2 separate regions of the Oryza sativa genome follow, and region 2 is linked to region 1. The links are chromatin contacts, called in public HiCAR-type maps. All regions are on one chromosome and are shown on one strand. Each heading gives the region's core, a stretch centred on a gene start, on an enhancer-like site or on the middle of the called end of the contact. The rest is flanking DNA. Distances are from core to core; before and after follow the strand shown.

Region 1 (5,409 bases), core at 2,322-4,821:
ACGGGATAACATCACATTGCCTTGGGAAAATACCTCATATACTGATCATGTTCTCATAGAACAAGTCTAACAACTGAATCAACATCTTTCTCTCTCTAAAAAATCAACATCATATCAAACAGAGAATGTGCAAGAGAACTCTACAAGACTGCAAGGGACACATCGAACATGGTAACAAGATCGTGGTAACAAAATGAACTAATCGGTATAACCGGTAAATACATTATGATAGTTCTGTCCAACTGCTATCCATGGGAAAAAAATGTATGGCACAATTTACATCTTAGTCCCGTAAAAATATGTTTGGTGTTAGACTGAATTAATTAGCCTTGTCATGAATAAGGAGCATCAGAATTCAGAAGAGTCTTGTAAATGCACAACAATCTGCATCAATATTTTATCATGTTCCCTGGTTTATCTTTTGAACAGAAGATGGGGAACATTGTCACAAAGTGCTCAGGAAATAACCTGCATAACAGAAAACGGTTAATCCCATAATATTATACTCCCTCTATTTCTAAATATTTGACACCGTTGACTTTTTAGCACATGTTTGACCGTTCGTCTTATTCAAAAACTTTTGTTAAATATGTAAAACTATACTTATACATATAAGTATATTTAACAATGAATCAAATAATAGGAAAATAATTAATAATTACTTAAATTTTTTTAATAAGATGAACGGTCAAACATATTTAAAAAAGTCAACGGTGTCAAATATTTAGAAACGGAGGGAGTATTAGTATAGGAGAAAAGCCAAAGAAATAAGGAATATATAACTTACAAAAGTTCATTCTGCAACTTGATGCATAAAGCAGGGCATAGCAGTCCTCAACATGGATAAGGGCTTTCATCCAATAAAAATAGAAATGAGACTGCACTGCATGATATGAAATTGGAACTAGCGCGCCACAGAGGAAACCCAAGCCCTAACTCCCATTCTTTCTTTCTTTCTTTTTGAATCAACTTTCCATTCTTTGGAGGTTTGCGCATCCTAAGTTTTGTCAAGAGTCTTTCTATTCTATCAAAATTACGAATTTTCCACTGAAAACACTACCATGAACCATAATAAACTCGTGGCTCATAATTATCATGATACAAGTCGTCCACATAAAACTCCACCAAATATCAAAGCGCCAAACCACTTATTGGACACAAATCTGCAGAGTACCAACAGAGCTAAGTGAGTTAATAATCTCATAGATATACAAAAGAATGAACACATTTCGGTTCAATGTAAAAACACATACTTCCTGTTGCAATCCAGGCGGTCAGATAAATCAACAGTTGAAATCTGCCATGCTAACTGCGCAGATGCAGCAGCTAGAAAAGGATAGTAAGGCCATGCTGTCCAACATGAGTAAAGTTTGCAGTCAATATCATGTATGCCAATAAATATTTGTTAAACAAGGCATTATGATAACATTCACCAACCAAGGTCAGCACTGTAGCCACTGAGTGCTAAGCTGCCAATGCATGCAACACCGAAGCCACTAATCCAGTGTTTTGTTAAATCTCCAAACCTTAATGCTGTGGACTTGACCCCTACTTTGAGGTCATCTTCTTTGTCCTAGCATATATTTGGATAAGAAATTACGTTATCTACTAAGATGTTATCACTAAGGTAAAACATCAAAAAAAAAAACCATTAGTACCTGATGTGCATATATGGTATCATATACGAGTGTCCAGCATATACCAGCGGTATACAATGGGAGGATGATGGCAGGATCTAAGCTTTCTTTAATGGCAGCCCATCCTAACAAAGCTCCCCAATTAAAGGTCAAGCCAAGATACGCCTGAGGCTGTAACAAATGCATTAAAATGAACACAATTGATCACCGTTGGTGAAATAAGTTCACATTATTATGACTTCCATGTGCTCAGTGCATACCCAAAATGTGAATCTCTTCATCAAGGGATAAGAGAAGACCAAAAAAAGTGAAGATGCCCCAAGAATACGGCTGCACGAAAAATATAACGCAGTGATGGAGGTGAATATTAATGTGCTGACATAAGCAAAAAAAGAAATTGCAGAAATATAAAATGCAAGCAGCTTGTATTTTGTTAAGTGGATAAGAAACTAGACTTAAAACATATTCAGTTTTTGCATTCCAAACTTAGAAGATAAACTCGAGTGTTGCACCAAATATCTCCGTGCTATTTTCTGCACAAAACCTTGAAAAACACCTATTGTTATTTAGTCAAACAAGGCCAATGTACCTATAGTTATTTAGTTGGAGAAGAATGCCCAATCCCAGTAAAAGCTGCAATCCAAGGAAGCCCACTCCTTGTGTAGGGGTTAGAATGCCTGATGCAAAAGGCCTGCTTTTGGTGCGCTCAACCTACAAGAAAACAAATACTTTTCTGTCAAAGATCAAGATGCTGAAATCCCATCAGAGAGTAAACTGCTTTATGTTCCTGGTTGACCATTCCACTGAATTGTTCTTGGAGCAACTGGTGATATGGTGATGACATTTAATATGGTTATTGGTTTTTTAACTTGAAAACTGCAACAGTCTGAAAGGCATTTCTCTTAACAGGAGAAAGTACAACGAAACGGAAACGATTAACACAAATCACCTTGTTATCAATGTCTCGATCAAGAAGATCATTGACCGTGCATCCAGCGCCTCTGAGGAGGACGGCTCCACATCCGAAGAGTGCCAGCATTCTCATGTCAGGCAGCTCCCCCGGCATCGCCGCCATTGAGATTGACCTACGAAGAAAGAAACAAACGGTTCCAGCCTCATGTAGGTTGCTGTGGTGGTGGTGTACTAGTAGCAGCAGTGGTAGATTATAGACAGTATAGTACCAGAAGCAGGGCCACGCGAGGAGCCAGGTGCCGATGGGCTTGTCGAGGCGGGCAAGCATGGCGTAGGGGCGCGCCGCCTGTGGGAGCCACCTGTCAACCCACGAGGACGGAGGCGCCGCCGCGGGAGACGGGTGCGGCGGCGAGGAATCCTCATCCGGGGAGCCGTCGGGGGAGGCGGAGGAGGAGGTAGAGAGGGGAGAGTAGATCGAGAAGGTCGCGGGGAGCAGGATCCCCCTGCCGACGTAGGAGGAAGACGAGACGCGCGGAGGCGGAGGCGGAGGCGGCCAGCTTCGACGGCGGCGGCATAGCGGAGGCGGAGGCGGAGCGAAGTATGGGGCGACGGGACTGGGGCCGTCGGGGCAGGATTCCGGGGTGGTCGGTGGAGGCGGCGAGAGAGCGGAGAGTAAGAGTGGGAGCGGGGCGCGGCGGTGGCGGCGGAGGAGGTCGGCGGCGGCGGCTGCTCGGAGTAGAGCCATGGGCTTGTTTGGAAAAGGAAAAAAAAAAACTAGGGAAAATTTTCGGATCTACAAGGGTTTCCCCACTTGCCAAGTGACAGGAGACAGAGAGAGAGAAAAGAACTGAAGAAGAACAACAAGCTCACCAGGGAGATCTCACCGGAGTGGGAGATGAACTAGAGTCTAGAGGCGGTTGCGGCATCGATGGTGGGCGGCTCTGTGGTTGAGGTTTTGATGGGAGATGGCCGTGCCGTCGAGGGTTGGCCAACGCCGTCGCGGCACCGGCGGAGACAGAGGCCAACGCCGGAGACGGAGGCAGTCGCAGCTATACCGGGCCAAACGGGCGGCCCGGCTCAGCCCGGCCCGTTAGGCACGGCTTCTGTAGCGGGCCGGCACGGACCCATCAATGGCCCATGGACCTAGTCAGCCCGTTGGCACGGTCGGCCCGAAGTGAGGCTGGGCTGCTGGGGAGCGCGGCACAGGCGGAAAATGGAGGCGGGAGTGGCTCAGCGCCTCAGCGGGCGGGCGCGCGGGGGACCGCGAGACGCACGGTCTCATGGAGGACAGCGATTGCACAGGATACTACCCCCACCAGGGAGTGTATTGGGCATGTTCCTAGCTCCCAATATTTAATTTTAGTAGCATTTCTATATGATCGCTGCTCGATAATTCTTTCGCATAGACTGAAGGTTGATTCGGAGGATACCGAAGATACGGGCACCGTCAACACATCCCGTGCTAGTTTTGAAAGCACAGGATATGACATCTTGTGATCGTTCCACCATCGAGTAGATGATTCATGGTTGATAGCGTCGCTATCCAAATAGTTGGACAACTCTTCAACGGGACCATGCGATCTAGCGTCACCACTTGCTGCTGACGAACTACTACACCACCATGGCTAGAAGATGAGCCACCCCAAATTCTGCTCCACTGTAACTTTTTCTTACCTGCTGCAGGGGCTGGTGGGGGTCTTTGCAAATGAACTCCTTGAAACTTTAATTCATACTTCCCAAATACCTCATAAAATTAGTTTTAACATCAGAATAATAGGAATAATCAATATTAATTATCTCCAATAATTGATAGAATATTGAGGAATCCCCGTAATTTTCCCCTAGAATCAAGAATAAATGCAAAAGCGTAAAACATGGGGGGATGTTTTTCCAATATTTAAGATATTTTTGTTTCATACTAGAGACTGCGGACATTAAAAGTTCACCATTTTCATACTCTTTCAACAGAGTGGCAATTTCAAGAATATTATGCAAAATTAAATTAGTTGCTGGATGATATACTTGAGATAAAAGAAGAGTACAGTTATGAAATGTTTCAAGAAATTGATTGAACCTTTCAATTCGACAATATGCCAAGTACGGTCAATTGGTATTGCCTGGCTGTCCCTGTTTGTTGGTCTATTACATGTTGAAGAAAAACAGTAAGTAATTATCCTTTAACATATAATAAGTGGCATTCCGTCGATGTTCCGCATCGGTTATAAACTTACGTCGGGGCTTATTCGATGCACGACAATACCTTTTTCGTTGTGCAATCCGTGGGTTTGAAGCAGTTAACCACGTGATTGCTTGACGAACGGTGTCGATGGGTACATTCACTCTCTTAAAACCACATTTAACAATTAGATTAATAATATGGCATGCACAACGATGATGCAGAAGAAATGATTTAGCATAAACACAAAATAAGGGTTGCAGAATTTGCATGGCCCTAGAAGAGATGCACTATTAGTTGTTACAGCAAAGATGTTATCTACAAGGCTATACTCATTAATAACCTCTCGAATTCTCTCTACTATATTTTCATCAGTATGTGCAACATCAATTGACCTTAGCCCAAGAACTATTTTTTGCATTTGTCAGTCATCATAAATGAAATGTACAACTACACTAAGGTAATCCTCTTTACCCCTACTACTCCATATGTTTGTGGTGACATTAACAGAAAAGTTGCATGTACTAAATAATTCCTTCAGTGATTCACAACCTTTGTCATAGACATTTTTTAAATCACGGGTTGTGGTTTGTCTACTAACAGCTTAAAACCTAGGATTATGAGAAGTTTTGATGTAATTTTCAAATGCAGCACTCTCACCAAAGTTCAAGGATAAATCGTGTC
Region 2 (6,016 bases), core at 1,025-3,524, 250 kb after region 1:
AAAGAAGGAGGTGGTCGATAAACCCCACCGAGCTGCAAGAAGCGGCCAAAGGGAACGAGATCTGGAGGTCACCACCTCTGCTTGCCCTCTTCAAGTTCCCAGGGGTGGATAAGCCGGCACCACCCATCTCCCTCGTCTTGCTGCAGCCCCGCGCCCAACTGGTTCTACCACCTCCCAGCTCCCTCGCCTTGTTGGCTCCCACCATCCTACTACTGCCAAGCCATCGGATCAACATGTGCCACAACAGCCAAATAGTAGCGATATAGCCGGTTTTGCAGAGGGATGCCAATCAGATTCGGCCGAAAATTGAGGGCCTGAAATAGACTTCCTTTTGACAACCGAACAAAATCATTGACCCATCATAAAAAAAATTGTGAGTACATATAAAATTAAGACAATTCTATATGTATTCACAATTTCTTAATTTCTCCTTTGGCTTTCCTCCACCGTTGTGGTTGAGGAATTGTCGAGTTTGACTATTTATCAGCTGGAGCGTATACACATTTTTTTCTTAATTTCTCATTTGGCTCCACTGTTGTGGTCGAGGAATCGTCGTGTTTGACAATTTGTCTGTCAAAGCATATGCACAATTAAAATTGCTTTAACCTGACTGGTGTAACGCACTGGCATTTTTACTAGTAGAGATAAAGATAGCGATCATATACCGCCATATAGAACGATCATCGGATCAACATGCGCCACATTAGCCAAATAGTGGTGATATAGCCGGTTTTGTGGAGGGATGCCAATCAGATTCGGCCGAAACTTGAGGGAATGAAAATAGACTTCTTTTTTGACAAACGAACAAGGAATAAGTCCACTTTGACTCCCTTAGAAGTGACGCGAATCTAATCCATAACACTCAACCACAAAACCGGATAGGACGACTCATCGAACTATTGAAACCAGTGCAATTTGACTCCCTTAGCGGTTTTGGAGGGCGGTTTTGCTAATATGGCGCTGACGTGACAATGTTGATATAGTATTCGTCCTACGTGGCACTTACGTGGCATTAGATTTTTTAAAAAAAATTCTATGGGACCCATCTGTGATTTACACAAAAAATATTGTGGGCCCCACTGACATGTGGGGCCATATGTCATCCTTTCTCTTCTTCCTCCTCCTCCCTCTCTCTCTCCCTTCTCTCTCTTTCTCTCCCCCTTTTCTCTTCACCTTCTCTCTCGTAGAGCAATCGACGGGTAAGGGCAGCGACAGTGGGCGGGAACCGGAGAGGCGACGGCTTGCGGGAGGGTTGGCGAGCATGTGCTAGAGTGTGCGGCGTGGAAGTGGCCTCCTGTGGCGGTGGGGTGTGCGGGAGAGGCGTGCGACGAAGGGGAGGAAGCCGCGGTGGCGGAGGGCGGGGCGGTGGGCTCGACTAAGCGAGACTTAAGCTTGGTGAGCGACAACCGGCGGTGGAGTAGCGCAGCCGAGGCATGAGGCAGCGGCGGGCGCGAGGACAACACGTAGGGGCTTGAGGCGGCGACGGGGTTTTGTGGAGGCTTTGCAACCTCCGACAACGGCGTTGTCAGTGTCAACAGCGGCGGCGGCGCAGTTGGAGATCCTCCTTGGGCCGGCGGTGCTCCCGGACAACATCGCCTTCAACGCCGACCTCGGCGTGGTCGGGGAAGTCGGCGGCGACAGCGGTGACGATGACAAATATGAGGAGGAGGATGACAAGAAGGAGGAGATGGAGGGGGCATGCGGCAGCCGAATGGTCCAGCCCACCGCCGCCGCCACTTCAGCTTCCGCTGCCGCTCCAGCTCCCGCTGGCCGCTGCTCCAACCCGTGCTCTCCGTGGCCGGCCGAAGGGGAGAAAAGAGAAAGAGAAAGAAAGAGAGAAGGGAGGAAGAAGAAAGAGAGATAGGATGACATGTGAGGCCCACATGTCAGTGGGCCCCACAATTTTTTATGTGTGTGAATGACAAACGGGTCCCACGCATACGTTTTTAATTCAAATGCCACCTAAGCACCATGTCAACCCCACGGACTAGGTCAACAGCGCCACACCAGCGAAACCACCCTCCAAAACCACCAAGGGAGTCAAATTGCACCAGTTTCAATAGTTCGGGGGTTGAGATATCCGGTTTTGCCGTTTAGGGTGTGGATTAGATTCGGGTCACGGGAGTGAAAATGGACTTATTCCACCGAACAAAATCATCGACCCATCATAGAATCCATGGCCCAAAACCCAATACCCAAATCTTTTCCTTCCCACAAGTCCACAACACAAATCCCTAACCCTAAAATCCATTATTCCCCCCACCCGGCTACCCCGAGCGTCAGCTAGCCCGCACGCGATTCGCTCGCCTCGCCTCGCCTCGCCTCGCGCGACGGTGAGAGAGGTGCGCGGGCGGGAGGTATCGGCGGTGGAGGCTGGTCGTCGGCGGAGCAGCGCTGGTGGCTGGCTGGTCAGGGGCGGAGCAGGGCGGCGCTTGAGGTCGACCGGCGGCGGAGCAGCGGTGGGAGTCGAAGGCGCGCCCGACGAGGTTGCCCACCGCCGGCGTCGGGTCGTCGTATGGTTGTGAAGAAGCAGGTTCGGCTCAGTTCCTTTGTTCTTCTCGCTAGCTAAATTGTGTTGGTTTTTCTTAGAATTCCAAGTTTCACAAAAACTGAGAAAACCGTAGACCTAATGCCCACCCCACCCCACCCCTGGATGGCTAGATGGGATTGTCACATCAAATTCGGTTTCGCCTAAGTAAATTCCACCTCATGAAATTCAATTAGTAATTAGCTAGCCGTCGCTGCCTCTTCACTCAGCTGCATCTCCCACAAACGGAACAAAACTTTGAAAACGCTCGCTGGAACCGGCCAGGGAACCTTAGGGGTAGGGGTGGGGCTTGGATAGGTACTCCAAAGGCATTGGTTATTTCTTGATCGCATTCGCTAATTAATAGTAATTTTTAACTAATTACATGTGCCCATTACATAACTTTTGCCTATCGTACTTCTTCTAATATGGACTTGATTACTATTACCTTCCTTCAGCGTAGGAAGAGAGATTTCATTATATGCCACTCCTAATTGGTTTGTAGGGTGAGAGGGGGAGAGGTGGCAATGGTGGCTCCAAAGGAGGGCACTTTGCAGGCGTTGGCGTACTTCATAGTTCCCAGTGAGCTCCCTTCCGGGTAAGGCCATAAAAAAATCCTCATCTCCATTATTGTTCAACAGGAGGAGCAAGAAACTAGGTCAGAAGCGATTTAGCAAGCAAACTAATGGTCTTCCTCTCATTTTTGTTTTTCCTATATGATAGGATCGATCCTGATGCGGCGTTTATTGTGTGTGTTCGGTTTGGTCAGTACACAGCTAAGCTTGATGATGGTAGTAGTGTTCATGTGCCAAGCAAATACGCTGAATGGGTTGTAGACTATCGACAATGCACATTAGAGAGCTTGGAAAAGGATTTTGCAGCCAGGGTAAAATGGGGTAGGTGCCAACAGGTTGTGGTGTATGGATATGACAAGAGAACTGGCAAGGAAACAAAGTTTTTGGATAATATGGATCTAGCGCATGCATTATTTGATTGGAAGAGGGAGAGGAGGCTGATTTTATTTGTGGATGTGGAGGATAAATCTGGTCAATTAGTTACTAGCTCTTCTATTTCAGAGGTAAATGAGTTAGTCATGGGTGAGGTTGTGACAGCCAAGCAAGGTGATGCTCTAGACTCAAGCAATCAACATCTCATTGATTGGGATAGTTTCAAGATATCTCCAATTCTAGAGGAGCAAATAGGTTCTTCAGTGCCCATGATGAAGGAAGATGAAATGTCAATTCCACAAGAGCAAGTTCCTCAGCATGTCATTGATTGGGATGGATTGGAGATAGCTCCAATTCCAGAGGAGCAAATTGGTTCTTCACTACCTGTAATGGAGGAAGATGAAATGTATGATTTTCTTGGACTCAGAACTGAGGATGAGAGAGCGGATCAAGCTAGGCTTGAAGCTGAAAAGCAGAGGGATTCTGCTCCTGGTCCAGCTCCACGTCTTGCACAGCGGGACTTGAACCTTGATGAGGCAGAGATAGATGCTAGGTTTGAAGCTGAAATTTTCTATGATAGGGATGACCCTCCAATGATAGTTGGAAGCTCATATGGAAGTATGGTTGAGTTTAGATCAGCTGTGAGGCAACACGCTATAAAGGGGCAATTTGAGCTTGGGACAGAGAAGTCTGATCCAGAAAGGTTCAGGGGCTATTGCAAAGCTGAGGGATGTCCATGGGCTATTGTGGCAAGGTTGATGCCTGATGGAAAATCTGTGAAGGTACTAACAACTAGCTAAGAATTGTCTCATATTTCAAATTTATGTTTGTTAGTAAGAACTGTCTTATGTTACTAACTAATGGATTTATGTGTTGTAGGTTACTTTGAACAGATTTGCACATGCTTGTACATCTATTGAGGGAGTTAAGACAAAGATGGTATCATATAAGTGGGTTGCAGAGAAGGCAATTCCTTTTCTAAAGAAGGATCCAAATATGGGTGCAAAGAAGCTAAAAGAGGAGTTAGAGACCAAATACAATGTCACAGTAGGATACTCAAAAGTGTGGCAAGGTAGGCAGAAGGCTGTGGAGCAGATATTTGGGTCATGGGAAGAGAGCTATTTGTTTAACTTCAAGGCTGAGGTTGAGCTGAAAATGCCTGGAAGTGTGGTGGAGATAGATGTACAGGAGGATGATGATGGGATTTATTTTTGTAGATTCTTTTGTGCATTCAAACCTTGCATTGATGGTTTCATGAATGGATGCCGACCATACTTGAGTATAGACTCCACAGCCTTTAATGGGAAATGGAATGGTCATCTACCTTTTGTTACATCCATAGATGGGCACAACTGGATGTTTCCAGTTGCATTTGGATTCTTTCAGAGTGAGACCACTGACAATTGGACTTGGTTTATGCAACAGCTTCACAAGGCAATAGGCAAACCATCACACTTAGCAATAAGCTCAGAAGCTTGTAAGGGGCTAGAGAATGCTGTGAAAAGTGTTTTTCCTTGGGCAGAGCATAGAGAATGCTTTTGTCACTTGATGCAGAATTTCGTAGAGAAGTTCCCAGGTCCGATGTATGGGAACATGTACCCTGCAGCTAGATCTTACATGCAAGATAGGTTTGAGCACTACATGAATATAATCCATGAGACTAATTCAGATGTGAAACCATACTTGGAAACCTATCACAAACTGCTTTGGATGAGGAGCAAGTTCTCAGAAGAGATAAAATGTGACTTCATTAGCAATAATCTGGCAGATTTATGGAACAAATGGATTAAGGATATGAAGGATCTTCCAGTTGCTGAGCTTGCAGATGCTATCAGGTCAAAAATAATGGATCTATTGGCGAGGAGAAAGAAGATAGGTGAGAAGCTAGATGGTGAGATGCTCCCTATTATAGTTCGTCAACTCAATGCAATGACTAGATCCTTGGGCCACTTGAGGGTGGTTCAAGGTGATAGAGACCAAGCAGAGGTGGCTGAGATCACTCCTGAACATGAGATTATTAGGCATAGGGTCAATCTTGCAAAACATACATGCACCTGTAGAGAGTGGCAAGTTTCTGGCAAACCATGCCCACATGCATTAGCTCTCATAATATCAACTAGAAACCCCAGAATGGCTGATTATTTGGATCCTTGCTATTCAGTGCAAAAGTATAAGCTTGCATATGCAGGTGTTATTCATCCACTTTCAGATAAGTCCCAATGGCCAAAAGTCAATCTTGGTTTCAATTTGTTGCCACCTCTGACTAAGAAAGACGTAGAGAAGCAAAGGAAGAACATGATAGTTGGGTGTCTTGATAAAGAACAAGGCAAGCTTAGGACCAAAGGCAAGTGGCAGGTTCAGTGCAAGAGCTGTCTTGGCATGGGCCATAGGGCAACATCTCCAAAATGTCCTTTAAATTCCCAGAAAATAATGTAAGATCACACATTTACTTGTTCTAGCATATTTATTGTCCATTTCCTTTTGAAAATATATTTACTTGTTTTACATTTTCAGGAAGAATAGTGACAAACAAGGGAGACCA

What was found. HiCAR-type assays count read pairs that join an accessible place to other places.
Region 2: a contact with region 1 is called in a HiCAR-type map of leaf, with 2.7 times the contacts expected there. The contact joins the promoter of LOC4345278 here to the promoter of LOC4345268 in region 1. A contact is called at or near these places in 1 of 15 Hi-C or Micro-C datasets (panicle) and 1 of 4 datasets of contacts at active chromatin or transcription factors (leaf).

Annotation. Positions count from the first base shown.
Region 1 is chr8:14,146,252-14,151,660 of ASM3414082v1, forward strand. It overlaps LOC4345268 (4-hydroxybenzoate polyprenyltransferase, mitochondrial), which reads right to left and starts at 3,572. Exons shown (of 9, transcript XM_015793105.3): 1 at 2,819-3,572; 2 at 2,587-2,722; 3 at 2,227-2,348; 4 at 1,898-1,967; 5 at 1,659-1,808; 6 at 1,438-1,573; 7 at 1,254-1,350; 8 at 788-1,163; 9 at 17-468. The coding sequence starts at 3,294. The coding sequence ends at 1,094.
Region 2 is chr8:14,396,308-14,402,323 of ASM3414082v1, forward strand. It overlaps LOC4345278, which reads left to right and starts at 2,275. Exons shown (of 7, transcript XM_015795023.3): 1 at 2,275-2,533; 2 at 3,033-3,125; 3 at 3,251-4,256; 4 at 4,354-5,906; 5 at 5,989-6,016. The coding sequence starts at 3,055.